2 separate regions of the Mus musculus genome follow, and region 1 is linked to region 2. The links are chromatin contacts, called in public Hi-C maps. All regions are on one chromosome and are shown on one strand. The core of a region is the stretch at or near the end of the contact, and the rest is flanking DNA. Distances in the headings are between cores, read along the strand shown. Region 1 has its middle 10 kb from the start of Gm45988. Region 2 overlaps Gm32633 (predicted gene, 32633).

Region 1 (2,915 bases), core at 71-2,570, 140 kb before region 2:
TACTGAGAGGCAGAGCTGAACCTAAGACCAATCAGATGGGTACCACGCCGCAATGCCCAGATGTGTTGAGCAAGAGGAATGGGGGGTTGCATAGCTATTTTTCTTAATCTATCCCATTTGTGATGTTTTAATTAATCGAAAAATCCCAGTTGTTAAAGACTTGGCACGCATAGTGATGTAATTCTATTTACTTGAGACTTTGAGCCAGCAGCTATGACATCCAGGTGCTTGCTGGACTCTGATGGGTTACATCTCAATGGGCCCATCATACATAGATCGAAAATATCCCAAGTAGGAGATAACATTCTAAGCTACCAGACATCAAGGCCATTAACAGGGCCGTCTGGAGCTCTGGTTGCTCCTTTCAGTCACGAGGCTGAGTCTGCACCTACCCAGATCTGGAGGGAGGTTGTGCTGAATATCTCCAGGCCCGAGAAAGACCACAATTCAAAAGCACAATTTCCACTGCCACAAAAAAAAAAAAAAAAAAAAAAAAAAAAAAAAAAAAAAACTACGCTAGTTTATTTCTTAAAAACGGAACCATTTTACATGGCGGATGACCCCACTGGATCATGGGAGAATGAGCCTGTGGTAACTCTCCCACCACCTGCGTTCTTTGATGACCACACTGCCTGTATCCTCCAGCTTCAGGCAAGCCTGGAGGTTCTCCTTCCCTCTCTCATCTGACTTAACCAGCCTCCCCAGAGTTATGGGACCTCTCCTGCCAGCTCACTGGGAAGACTCCTCCCTGGCTGTTTTCTGTAACCTGAGGAAAGACACTGGGGTCTCCTGACAGAAGCCTGTGGCTTGAGCTGTAGACCTCGGTGTTGCGGGGAGAGGAACTGATTTAAAACGAACGAGCTTTCGGGACTGATGCGTTCGCCGTAGAAGCCACTGGTTCAGTTTCGTTCTGGGAAACAAGGCCCTCCCACTGAGGAGCTCCACTCATGCCAGAGGGAAGTAGATACTTACCAGGAAAAATAGAACCACTGTTCTGCCAGAGTAGCCTGACCAATACAGCCTCGGTATGTGTGGGCTGGCTCTGGCCTCTACCTCAGATACCTGAATCTATGGACGTTCAAGTCCTCTGTAACAACAGTTCTCAACAGTTCTTCCTGTGGGTCCCGACATCTTTGGGGATCATGTATCAGATTATGAGTCATAACATTATGAGTCATAACAGTAGCACAATTATAGTTCTGAAGTAGCAATGAAATAATGTTGTGGTTGGGGGATCACAGTTTAGGGAAGTTGAGAGCCACCGCTCGACGGGAAATGGTGTGGTTTCCACATCTCACCCATGCACACCCTTTCCTAAGCTTTAAATCCTCTCTCAGAGACTTAAAATGGCAGACAGTGTAAGTAGTGCCGTGTGTGCCCACAGTTGTAGGCTACGTCACTGGGAAGTTATGGCAACGAGAGAAAGCAGTCCATATATTCCGTATGGGTCTTCTGTACCTCCAGTGTTTTCACCCTGCAGCAGGTGAACCCACAAATGCAGCGCGGGTGCTTTGGAAGCTTCAGCAGCCTGGCTGTGCATGACCATGGCTGGGTTGGGAAGACACTGAAGCAATCGTTGTCTTTGTAGCATGAGATGGCACGGGCTTCATGTCTGGTGCAGTCTCAGAGCCTCAGGTCTCCATCAAAAACCACATATGCCAGCTCATCCGCATGCCTGGATTTCTGAGTTCTTCCATCCCTATTTCTGCATAGTTTCTCTTTCTGTTTCTCTGGGTCTGTCTCTCCTTCCTCCTCCCCTGTCTTAGTGACCTGCAGTCTGTTCCTTAAAACTGTACCGTTAGACCCAAGTATCCATGGGCTATGCTCAGAAAGAATCAACTAACAACAAATGAAAACATTTTTATTAAAAAAATGTTAGCTGAGCCGTGGTGGTGCAAGCCTTGAATCCCAGCCCTTAGGAGGCAGAGACAGGCAGATCTCTGTGAGTCTGAGGCCAGCCTGGTCTACAGAGTGAGTTCCAGAACAGCCAGGGCTATGCAGAGAAAGCTTATCTCAAAAAAAAAAAAATTATCTGTACCAAACATGAAGGGTTTTTTTCTTATTACTTCCTATGAATTATATATAGTATGGTGACACAGCTTGTATCACAGTAGGTATTTGTAAGTGGTTTAAAGCTGACCTAGAGGAATCAGGAAGACTGCACACATTATACACAAATGTTACATCATTTTGGATGAGGAACGTGAGCATCCGTAGGTTCTGGGACCAACCCTTCATAACTAGTGTGAGCTTTCATGGACTCCTAAATAAGGACTGCACAGTATTGTCTGGTCAGGATACAGGATAACTCTGCTGGGGTTGGGCCGATGAGGCAGCACTGGCAGGAGAGTTTGACGGGAAGGTGTTTCCTAGGTAGAAACCGGTTAATTCTAGAAGGAAAAATAGATCACAAGAGAGCCATGTCATTAAACGTACTACTGTAAAGCTCTGAACCCCAAATAGTGGGAAGAATTAAGTTCACACTAAGCCCAAACATTATTGTTCTGTCTCCATTCCCCAGGCTTAAGCTTCCTGTACTTTGGAGGGCACTAAATCAGGATTAAAGGCAAGCCTGTCCACAGGCAAAGCTGAGCTCTTGCATGAAATCGGGGGCACACCTGTGTTAGTTATCTAGCAATGTCAGGGATGGGGGTGGAACTTTTTATCTCCGAGACACATCTGGCTGTCCACCTGCCCCTGTGTCACAGGACAAGACACAGGTGGCCAAGCTCTGAGAGCCTGCATGATCTTTGCTAGGTGGGGACTCAGCCAGCACAAGTTCCTCCATGGGGGAGCTATAGGCTTTGTTCAGTTTTATTCTCCATACCTGTCAGGGCCCTATGTCACTCTCTGTTTGGGTAAGTGCTCTTAATGTGTACAGAAGTTATTTATAAACCACAGAATATTGCATGATT
Region 2 (2,700 bases), core at 3-2,502:
GTAGACAAAACAGGGACTAACAGAAAACAGAAGATTCTTGGACCTGGAGATACTGTTGGGGCAACCCATTGGGTTGACGACACCATGAAGTACATGGGAACCCCTGTACCCCAAGGGAGGAGTGTGCTCACTTCTGGGTGTGAGATCCAGGCCAGTTCTGACAGGAGTGCTCTGGGGGACCTTCGACAGCGTCACTAGGGCTCTATAGGGTCAAGCAGATTCTGCCTTACTCCGTTGTTTGTTCCCACCCTAGAGTGGCTTCCTGAATTCACTGGGTGATCACCTGGCACCTGCCAGGGACTTCCTGAGTGACCCCAGGAATAGAGACAGAGAGTCAACCCTGGCTGTGGGGTGGGAATAAGGAAGCTAAGAAGTGAAACTGGGACAGTCTGACTTCCAGGAAGCTAGGGCATTGTGACACTTCAGCCATGCCATTGGAGAAGGGGGGTGTTGGCCCTGTGGGCCTTCCCACTTGAAATGCCTGTGCATGCAGTAGGTGATAGCATTGCCAGGGCCCTGTACAGTGCCAGCCTTAGCCTTCAGTTGGGTCCTAATCTTATTAGAACACTCCCTGGCCAGGCTTCGCCATCTCCAGATGTTCCTGGGAAATACTGGAGTTCCACATAGCTGTGTTAGTCCATGGGCTCAGGGAAAGCCTAAAGAGTACGGGTGAGGGGTGAGGGTGAGGAATAGTGCCCTGCCCAGGTCTCCTGGCCCCTCCACAGATGGCATTGAGAGTCGCTTTCTTCAGTTGTGCTGAGAAATGAAACCTTGCCTAACCCCATGAAACCACAAGAAGAGAAAAACATGCAAGGCCACTCCACTGCAGCTGGGCTCTGGGGCTCCTCCTCCCTCTTATTGTCAGGCAGGTGGGGCTGGCAGGTTTGTGCTAAACACAAGAGAAGGGTTTACCGGGGTGGCATCTGTTCCAAGTTCCCTGAAGACCCACCTCTGTCGAGAACAGTGATGTTTACTTAAGGGCATAGGACATGGGCTCTTTGTCATTCTGTTCTGATCTCTGAGGTAAACTTAGCTGGGCTGAACTGAACACTCTCTGGCACCCTGCCTGACCCAGAGCTGGGGACAGATGCGTGCAGGGTCCCTTCACTGTGCATCTTTGAGGTATCAGGGACCACACTGCTGCTGCTGAGTGGCTCCCAGCTGCCACAGCAGACATGCCAAGGCAGGTTTGTGGGGGTGTTACTATGAAGAGGGCACTAGAGGCTTCAGGAGTCTAGAAAAGGCTGTTTGCTTTGCTGTAGAAGTGTATGTTTTAAGCCAGGTGTTTGGGGATTGAGACAGAGATAGAAGGGATGCTTATAGAGTAGAACAGAAATTGTTACCCTTTATCCTGGGTGCACAGGCCTTTGCCAGGGATGCCCCAAACACTAAATTAGTAGCCAAAGACCCAAATACACAGATACAAATAGACATGCAGATACCAATACAGCCACACAGATAAACAGACACATCAATGCATAAACTCACACAAACACAGACATACACACAGACACACACATACTCTCTCTCTCTTACACACACACACACACATACACACATAGACTTACACAGACACTCTCTCTCACTCTCACACACATATATATATACACACTCACACACATATACACATGCATGCACATAGACATACAGACAAACGCACACAGACTCTCTCATACATACACACAGGCAAGCACACACATATACACACTCACATGCACACATACACACATGTAAATAGGAATACACACAGACATTCTCTCTCTCTCTCTCTCTCTCTCTCTCTCTCTCTCTCACACACTCTCACACACACACACACACACACACACACACACACACAAACACTGTCCTGTCCTCACAGACGTCTGCCTATGCCTCATTTCACAAGCTATATCGCTCTGCCTGTCCTGGCATTGTGTCCTGTCCAAAGAGCCATTTGAGTCTCTGACATATCCTTGAGGATGGTGGCCCTGAAATTCCAGGCCTGGGCCTGAGATAAAGGACTCCAGGTCACTACTCTCCTCCCATTCTCTCTGCTACCTGCTAGAAAGCTAGAGACCTTGAGGACCTAGCTGCCAGTCCATCACAGGCTTAGGCAAGTGAGGTCCAGGCCAGGAGATGCTCAACAGATGCTTGCCCGCTGGCAGATGAGCCCCAAGGGCAAGATGCTCCTGAGGGCTGAGCCACTCCTGAAAAGAGTTTTCTCACAAGCAAAGGCTAAAAAAGAAACAAATAGGGCTGGAGAGATGGCTCAGTGGTTAAGAGCACCAACTGCTCTTCCAAAGGTCATGAGTTCAAATCCCAGCAACCACATGATGGCTCACAACCATCCGTGATGAGAGCCCCTGCCCTCTTCTGGGGTGTCTGAAGACAACTACAGTGTACTTGCATATAATAAATAAATTAATTTTTAAAAATTAAAAAAAAGAAGAAGAAACAAATAGTAAGAGTATCAAGGTAAAGACATGTCCCTGGGAGCTCCTTCCTGTGTTCAGAGGCTCACCTACAAGCAGGCACTCCTGGTCACCTTCTGGCCTGTGGCCTTCACTAGGAGAGTCTTAATCAGTGATTCTCAACCTGTGGGTCATGACCCCTTTGGGTCAAATGACCCTTTTACAGGGGTCACCTAAAACCCTCAAACAAACAAAAAAGCATATATTTACATTATAACTCATGGCAGTGGCGAAATTGATTATAAAGTAG

What was found. A called contact is a pair of places that touch in the nucleus more often than the background predicts.
Region 1: a contact with region 2 is called in a Hi-C map of nephron progenitors, with 5 times the contacts expected there. The contact joins two enhancer-like sites. A contact is called at or near these places in 1 of 39 promoter capture datasets (the C10 cell line), 11 of 484 Hi-C or Micro-C datasets (the C10 cell line, the G1E-ER4 cell line, the HPC-5 cell line and 7 more), 9 of 115 datasets of contacts at active chromatin or transcription factors (the 230-238 cell line, CD8 T cells, the HPC-7 cell line and 5 more) and 1 of 9 other capture datasets (bone marrow-derived macrophages).

Annotation. Positions count from the first base shown.
Region 1 is chr7:64,139,841-64,142,755 of GRCm38.p6, reverse strand. No RefSeq gene overlaps it. Among named protein-coding and RNA genes, the nearest start is that of Gm45988, 10 kb to the right of the region's middle. Within about 2 kb of position 1,320, at least 137 of the 459 cell types and tissues checked have an H3K27ac peak or open chromatin away from gene starts, as enhancers often do. A contact at or near this core is called in the G1E-ER4 cell line and the SCID.adh cell line, where this site is marked.
Region 2 is chr7:63,997,528-64,000,227 of GRCm38.p6, reverse strand. The region is part of intron 1 of Gm32633 (predicted gene, 32633); the gene reads right to left. Among named protein-coding and RNA genes, the nearest start is that of Gm32633, 12 kb to the right of the region's middle. Within about 2 kb of position 1,252, at least 8 of the 459 cell types and tissues checked have an H3K27ac peak or open chromatin away from gene starts, as enhancers often do. A contact at or near this core is called in the G1E-ER4 cell line and the SCID.adh cell line, where this site is marked.